Linked DNA regions of Rattus norvegicus: region 2 is linked to region 1. The links are chromatin contacts, called in public Hi-C maps. All regions are on one chromosome and are shown on one strand. The core of a region is the stretch at or near the end of the contact, and the rest is flanking DNA. Distances in the headings are between cores, read along the strand shown. Region 1 holds the start of Arhgap18 (Rho GTPase activating protein 18). Region 2 holds the start of L3mbtl3 (L3MBTL histone methyl-lysine binding protein 3).

Region 1 (4,167 bases), core at 570-3,069:
TTTTGAGACAGGGTTTCTCCATGTGGCCCAGGCTGGCCTTGAACTCAGATCCAACCTACCTCCGCCTCCCAGTGCTGGGATTAAAGGTGTGTATCACTGTACTCAGCTTTTAAATAAGAATAATGTTAATATCTCTCCAGTTTTAAATAATGAAAAATACAAACCAGATGTATATGGAACGGCAAAGTCAAAAGCATCAGAAGAATTTTAGCTAGGTTAATCAAGAGTGACCACAAAGGTGACCAGGAACTTTAGTTTGTGACTGGGGATTCAGGTCTTTGGATAGCTTCCTTGCCTCGTGGATAGCTTCTCACCCACACTCACATAGACTGGTAGTTGTGGTGGCCGCAGGCAGGCCTACCTGGCCAGAGATTCCCCAAATTTAATGTTCTCAAATGGATAGCAAGTACAAGGCTAAAATCAGGGCTGGAAAGATGTCTCAGTAGTTAAAAGCACATACTGTTCTTCCAGATGACTGAATTTGGTTCCCAGCACCTTATTGGACAGCTTACAACTTCCTTATAACTCCATCTCTGAGGAATCTGATACTTTACCTAGCCTTTGGGGCACCAGAACACTTGTGGCAGACAGACTTTACAAACACGCACACAAATAATCACCCCAAACACCACCACCACCACCACCACCACCACCACCACCACCACCACCATCATCATCAAGGTGTGGTGCCAAGAACAACACTTGGGAGCAGAAATAGGAGAATCTATGGTTTGAGGCCAGCCTGGTTTACAAAGCAAGTTCCAGGTCAGCCAGGGCTACACCGTGAGACCTCATCTAATTTTATATTATATATAATTATATGTAATATATGAAACATATAAAACATAATTATATATGTATTCCTTATATATACCAAGCAGAATGTTTCAATTGAGATTGTTATATATATCAAAGAGCAGGAATTTTTGTTTTTAATTTTTTAGAAGCTAAAAAGAACCCAGGAAATGATTTTTAAAAACTGACTTTTGAAACTGACTAAACAAACTGCTTTTTCAATTGACTAAACAAGGCGGAATCTAGGTGGACATCCCCTGACACGAACTTATTTTGGTCAAGATGTTTCACCTGTGGCTATTCTCTTTCTAATAATATTGTGTGTGTGCATGCGTGTGCACATGTGTGTGTGTGTGTGTGTCTGTGTGTGTCACAAGCTGGAGTGCTCCTGGGCACTCCACCCCAACGCCCCCACAGCCAATGGAAAGTAATAGGCTCTCAGCAAATGTTGGAACTTCTTTTATTCCCACCATTGCCTTTTAACAGACAAGTCACTAGGTAGACATTTTGAAATTTATTTTTCCTAAATAGTGTTTGATAAAACAACAGGTATGTTTAACATTGCAGGGCGTGCAATAACAATATTTTTATTGCGGAAAGCAGAGCCTTTCTGGTGGGCCGAATGGCACTGTGACCTTTGATGGGCTCCTTGGTTTGTCTATGGTGAATGTTGAGTTCCTGAAGGGGTTAAGGAATGCGTTACTTGAGTGAAGCAGCAGAAATTATCAGATGGTAACACAAATGGGGAAGGGGGAAAGGTTCTGTCCTGATCCACGCTTTACTTGCTCTCTAGGCCTGTACTTGCATTGTTGAGCCTGGGGGCAGGGACTGTGCCATACACCCAGGCCCCCCATAACTGCTGTTGCGGCTGCAGCCGGGGACTGCCGGGTTTAAACAAAGCTGTGAGTCACACACAGCCTGTAACTGCAGGGCCAGGAAGCCCAGCTGGAGAGGCCACGCCCCTCTCTCTCCCTGTGAATCGCTGGCCGGGACAGGGGAGGGGCTGGCCCTTGCTAATGAACAAGTTGGCCAGGCGAGACAGGAACTTCATTCCCCTCTGTGTCAGGATTCCAGAAATTATGCCCCTTCTCTCACCATGAACTGGCTCTCGAGTTCCTCGGGAGTTGTGCTAACTGCTTACCACCCCAGCGGCAAGGACCAGGTCGCTGGGGACAGCCATGCAAAGGGAGGCGACGAAGCCACCTCCAGGTAAGGAAAGAAACAACAACAACAAAAAAAACCCCAACCTGCCCCGGGAACAAAGTGACGGGGAAGTTGTCAGGAGGGAAGAGAATCACCTCCGTACTTGAAGCCTGACCTAATGCTGCAGCATAGGCGATTGCCTTGTTCTTTCCATCTCATTCACCCGAGTGCAAGAGAGCCCTTCTGGTCACCAGTTGGGGGTCAGGGGTGGTGGTGGGGGGGTGGGATGTGGCTCTGTGGCTCTCCGACCTGTAGCTTAGCAGGTGCATGTGCAAATCCTGGCCGATCAAATGGCTGGGTCGGAAACACTCTCTGTGAGATGGAATTCTTGAATGGGCTCAGAACTCCGCGGGAACTGTCAGCCGGGAAAGTCTGCCAAAAAGCCGGGAGGCTGGTCATTCTGCTTGCTGTTTTCAGAGTGGCACCCTCCGCCCCTCGCTGAAAGCAGACCGCTTGGGCAAAATGCCCAAGACAGTGGCCTGTGACTGCTGTTCACATTCTTCAGTGTATGTAGATTACTCCCCCAGCCCAACGCACCCCTCCCTGCGCTCTTGGGATTTCAAAAGGGAGTTTTTGTCAGCAGGCAGTAAGTGTTCTGCTGGTAGAGGGAGCGTGGTTAATGTTAAATCACTTTATAGGCAGACAGGGCAAACGTTCTATAGACCATTGAGTCGCAGAGTCCTCTTTGCCTCTCTGTGTACTTTGTTCTGTTTTTCAAGGTTGGTTTTTTTCCCCTGCCTCTTCCTTTCTCTCCTTAATGACCTTCTCCCAAGCTGAAACTTGTAATCTCCAGTCTTAGATATAAATTGCAAATATTGGCCTGGAAGATTGCAAAAAAAAGAAAAAAAAGTTAGCAGTAAGTCCAATTCCATCTTGATATTAAAAGTAATAGTGAAAATTTCGTTGTTCCTGGGTGACTTAAGGCCTGTGCCTTATACTGAAAGAATGTCTTCTTTCATTGGCTTTCCAAATCCCTAGATGGGGGTGGGGTGGGGGGAGGATGGGAAAAATCTAAGGAAAGGCTGTAATATTCTGGGTTAGACCTTGGCTAAGAACTTTGCTTCTCACATGTTGCCCATTGTATTGAAGCCACTGGATGAATTCATTTCCAAAGTTCAAAGGGAGTGGCTGCTTTGGGGCTCCACGTGTAACCGTTTTGTTTTGTTTGCGATTTATCAAGTGTTTCCATGCATGCTTCTTCGGGACAGTGAAATATTCATTCTTTAGCAGCAAGCAGCCCCTAGCTTGGCTTCCTTATGACTGGGAAGTGGCTTCAGGCTGAGTGGACCTGAGAACAGGAGCTGAGTCTTAGCTCTCAGTTGTGAGAGCGAACAAAACCTCTGCGACTTTGGGTCCCAACCTTCATCCCATTGTTCAAACTCAAACTCCAGAAATTCTTCAGTCGTAGCAAAGTTTCTTAGCGGAAGCTTTTGCACGGAACCATAGCCACTCTTTTCCCATTGTCTGCAAGTTTGTAGCTTGTTATGGGAGGTTTAGACTTGAGGGGGTTGAACAAATAAACGTGTGGATTGTTTTGCTTTTAGATATTGCAGAAGTGGAACAAAGGTGGGCAGAGAAAACAGGGTGGGCAGTAGGCCATGCAATATGTGATTTGTGTCGGGACACAGCTCTACATGGACTGTAAAAGGCAGGTCTGCTCAGGGCAGTATTGGTTACCCACCCTGTTGTGGGATTCAGTTTTCATAAGGGATAGTTAGTGATGCTGGGGTGTGTGGTAAGAAGAGAGAAGACTGGTTTGAGGCAGGAGGGGGAGCGGCAGGGGAAACAGTCCTCATTAATTTTTAGCCTTTATCAGCTAAGCAGAATGTAGTTTAGGAGGTTCCTTGTTTAACCTGGAAGGGGTTAAGAGACCGGAGTTGGCATGGAGTAAGGCTTCCTGGAATGAGGGAGGGATTTGAGCAGTGGAAGAGATAGGATCAGTCATGACCTCTAAGGATGGTCATAACGGATGCTGGCTATGGGTGGGTTGGCTGGCCGGGAGTTTAAGCATTAGGAAGGTGCTCCAAGATTTCAGTGATAGCTGATGCCTATTTTGTAAGTAAAGCTGAAGTAAAACTCATATAAAAGAGGCTAAATTAGATCCCGCATGAAAAGTAGCTGGAGGTAGCTTAAAATTCTGACCTTGTTTATCAAAAATTTTCATTTATT
Region 2 (4,167 bases), core at 621-3,120, 440 kb before region 1:
CTTCTTCTTTTTTTTTTTTTTCCGTGCAACTTTCCCAAAATGGCGGAAATTGGAGGCGATCTCTAGGAAATTCTCCCACAGTCGGCGGCGGCGAGCAGGGGAGGTGGCGAGCGGGGAGAGCACACACGCAAACTCTCGGCCGCCGGCCCCGCCGCGGCTTGGGTGTGCGTGCGTGTGCGGGTGCGTGTGCGCGGTGCGAGTCGCGGAGGGAGGCCTCTCGGCGCGCGCTCACACTCACACCGACACACACACACTCACCGACACACACACACTCACCGACACACACATTCACACACACACGGCCGCGCCAGCCAGACGCGCCTCTGCCACATTCAACCAGTCCGTTCTCCGCAGCCCAGCCGGTTAGGAAAGTGGCCCGGCCTCTTTTCCCACTGCCTCGGTCTCCCGTACTTGGACTTCTCGCGCTCGCCCGCCCGCTCGCTCGCTCGCTCGCCCGCCCGCTCGCTCACCCGGTGCGCGCCCGGCACAAAGGCCACACGGGCGGAGGGGGCCGCAGGGGCGGCGCGCCGGTGCTCGCGTCCTCCCGCCGCCGCACCGATCGTGCCCGCGGTCCCCTCCCGAAGCCGCCCCCTCCCTCCTTAGCCTCAGGCCGACCGCGCTCGGTGCCCCCGGGGAGGCTGCGGCTCCGCCGCGATTCCCCCCCAGCGCCGCCCCGGACACGCAGCCCCGCGGTGCCGCGCTTCTCCCCCCACCGCCGCCACCCCGCGCCCGGTGTCAAAAAAGCGACCAAAGTGACAAGCTCGGGGGGGCGCGGGGGAGGGGGCCCACACGCATCCCGCCGCCTGCGCGCCGGCGACCGCCCGACGCGGCCGCCTCGGCCCGCTCCCTTCCGCACGGCCCCCCACACCCTTCCCCGTGTGCGCGCAAAGGAGAAAAAAAATACAAGTCTCTCCTCCCCCCCATTTTTTCCTTTCTCTTTTCTCGCTCTTTTGTTCCTCTTTCGCACTCGCACTCACTACTTCAGAGTGAGATGCCCACAGACTCCCCCTCCAGCCGCTTCCGAGTCACTTGCCCACTTTTTTCCCCGGGATTAAGTTTTCTCCTCTTTCCCAGAGGCGCAGAGAAGTGGGGGAGAAACCCCTTCTCTCCTTCCCCTCCCCTGATCTCTTTCCCAAGACGAGGGTGCGCTTCCTTCCCTCTCTCGGTCTCAGAACTTTCATCCTCACCGAGAAAAAAAATCAATGAATGGCTCTGGCGCAGGCCGATCTGCGGATTAATTAGAGATTAGATCCGATCAAGCGCTCCTTACCCCCAAATTTTCTCTCTTTTTTTTTTCTCCGTCTCACGAGTAGTCCTGACAAATGGTCCAGGGCTGCGGGCGCAGTGCGCATGTGCGCGTAGAGTCAGGGCTGGGGAGAGGGGAAACTGCGCTGGTGCCGGTGCCGCCGCCGCCGCCGCCGCTGCCGGGGAGGCTCGCACTGCCTTCCTTCTGACTGCTGCTGCGCCTTCGCCGCTGGAAAGCCGCGATTGAGCGGCTCGGCCGAGGCGGCCGCCCTCACACAACTGCTTCAGGTGCATCTCTCCGCGATCCTTGTCGCCGCTTCCGAGCTGCTTCAAAGAACGGCCCGAACAAATGTGAAAGACCGAGAAGGTTATAGATTTCTTTGTCTGCTTTTGCACTTTACTTTTTTTCTACGGCAATTTGCAGAGCAGCGAATCCACCATGTGCTGCCTAAACGTGTGCATTCAGCCATTAAAGAGTGGGCCCTGGTCTCACACCGTTGCTACCCAGGGGCTAGATCCATGCCACAGGTCAAGAATAAAATAGGAAATAAAGTTCTACGCTTGTACGGAGTTTCATTTGCCCTTTTCGGGACTGGAAGAATGCATAATAAAGTCTGAAACTTGTGCGTCCTTTTCCGCATCCTAAATGAGATTTATATTGACAGCTCCAGCGGGTTAGGCCTCTGTTGAAAAGGATGCTGGGAGTTCTACCTCAACTTAGAAATCTCTGGTAGAGTGCCTAGGCAATAAGAGGGGACCGCCCGCTTAAGGTACTCAGGCAAGATGGCTGAGCTTCCTAAATAGCCAACTGTGCCTTTATCAACGCGTCAAATCTGGATAAAAACCATTATTGCATTTCGATATTGGCAGTTTTCTGCTTAGGGATTGCAAGCTGACTTTGGGGGAGTTTACGGATGCCCTTTTCTACAAGGTTCAGGGGAGGGGGCAGACGAAATAATTCAAAGTAATTAAACTTGTGATAAATATGTTATGCCAACAGGAGAGTTTGCTGTGAAAGGAAAAAGGCAGTAAGGCAAACCCTGCACTTCTCAAAGAGGAAAGAGAAAGCGGTGGGGAAGTCCAGGAAAGGTCCGCCCCCTGGCTGGACTGTTTGTTTTGTGTCTAATGACAGGTATGGGGCCTTTCTCTGCTATTGTTGCCTGAGGCCTAGGATTTAAAAATATATATATACCACAGATGGACATTCCATATTAAAAAGCCTTCCTCTAAAATGTAAGATTTTTCTTGATTAAATTTTTTTTCCACTTAAGGAATGTTCCTTGCACTAGTTTCAGAAAATACACTCTTAAATTCTTTCTTCGGGCTCGTGAAATGCAGAGATGCCGACCACCATCCAGTGCTGCCATTACTGTAGGGGCCAGCTCTCAAACCAAAATCAAGGCACATCTGTGCTCTGGAACACAGGCGCTAACTCTCCCTGCAGAGTTTCAAAATAAGAGTTGATAAAATAAGCTTTGTGAGTTGAGCAGTAAGCAGTTTAGAGCACAGAAGACCCAGTTACTGAGGGCTCTTGATAAGCTCAGACCACCACCTGACGACTGATTTCACTCATTCGGTTCAACCTGCTTCAAGGCTGTGCCAGGACAACTTCATGAGCCGACCGGAACTTCAGCTTTCGGCCTTTTCTTCCCAACTCTTGAATAACAAAATACGTGAAATGTCCAAAGAGACGAGAGAAAGAAAGAGAGGCCACAAGTTTTGTCTTAACCTAAGACTTTGCCCTAGGAAAAACAAAGTTAATTTCAAATTCTTCTTTCTTAAACTCCATCTTGCAGCCATTTACTAGATAATTTTAGATATTTCTATAGTGTGTGGGTGCGTGTTTTCATAGACATTAATTCAATAGAATCTTTTTTAAAATTATGTTTTTTGTGTTATTTCTGTTTGGTTTTTGATATAGGATCTTATACTGCAACCCTAGTTGGCCTGAGATTCCTAACAGTCCTTCCACGTCAGCTTCTTAAGTACTGAGATAGTAGGGATTTGCTCCCATGTCCTCCACCACTCTTTCAAGGTGCTTGAAATGAAGAGAAGACCAAAAGTAACATTATGCCAAGTAGTGAATACCATGGTTGCAAGAATAGTTGAGGAGTCCGGGATAGCAATAAGCGGATACATCAAGGATGAACACAGATCCATTATTCTAGAAGAGTCTACTAAGGACAACCAATCAGAGAAGGCCTATTAAAGCCAAGGATTTAGAGAGCATGCCTTGCATAGAAACTGCCCTGGGCAAGGGTTGGCTACCAGAAATTGCCATGGCTTGAGGTTTGATACAATGTAGCCATTGTATTTCTGCTTCAGAACTCACTATAAAAACTTCATCGCAAGGTATTGTTAAAATGTGGCCCAAGATGGAGATACTAAAGATTTTGAAGTCCTGTAAGAATAAGGACTTTAAAATCAGCTCCCAAAAAGTCAAATAAAAGAAAAATAATGTCATTTTTCCTTAAATCACAGACAGAAATGTTGTTAGATTCTAGATATCAATATTATTCTAAATATCAATTTGGTACTGTTGTCAATACACTGGACCCCTTGTCCCTCAAAGAAATAACATGCTAATAGAAACTTCTTTACTTGCCTTCAACCTTCTACCTACCGTTAACTGGCAAACGCTATATCATTCTGGCCAGTGTCACTTAACATTTTCTCTAAGCCTCCCACCCTGCCTCATCCCACAACATGTAAATACCCAGAACACTCTTCAGATAGGCCTGCTGCTCCTTGACATCGCAAACAAGAGGATTACCTCAGTTCCATGTTTTTCTCCGTATTTTTATATCAAATGTACATACCCTTCAAATACACACTCTTGGAGTCAAAGTAATGTTTACGTGGAAGACGTTTTAAACAAATTGCAGTATTCGTCCTTCAAAGACATTTTGAGCCTTCTCAAGA

Evidence for each region. Hi-C and Micro-C count contacts between places; a contact is called where the count stands out from the background.
Region 2: a Hi-C map of mammary epithelial cells shows a contact between it and region 1, with 3 times the contacts expected there. The contact joins the promoter of L3mbtl3 here to the promoter of Arhgap18 in region 1. A contact is called at or near these places in 3 of 12 Hi-C or Micro-C datasets (the A7r5 cell line, hepatocytes and mammary epithelial cells).

What each region holds. Positions count from the first base shown.
Region 1 is chr1:20,368,948-20,373,114 of GRCr8, reverse strand. Arhgap18 (Rho GTPase activating protein 18) reads left to right here and starts at 1,819. Exons shown (of 15, transcript NM_001170575.1): 1 at 1,819-2,004. The coding sequence starts at 1,892.
Region 2 is chr1:20,805,382-20,809,548 of GRCr8, reverse strand. L3mbtl3 (L3MBTL histone methyl-lysine binding protein 3) reads right to left here and starts at 1,870. Exons shown (of 21, transcript XM_063276409.1): 1 at 1,271-1,870. All of the region lies in intron 1 of Rbs10l2 (ribosomal protein S10 like 2), which reads right to left.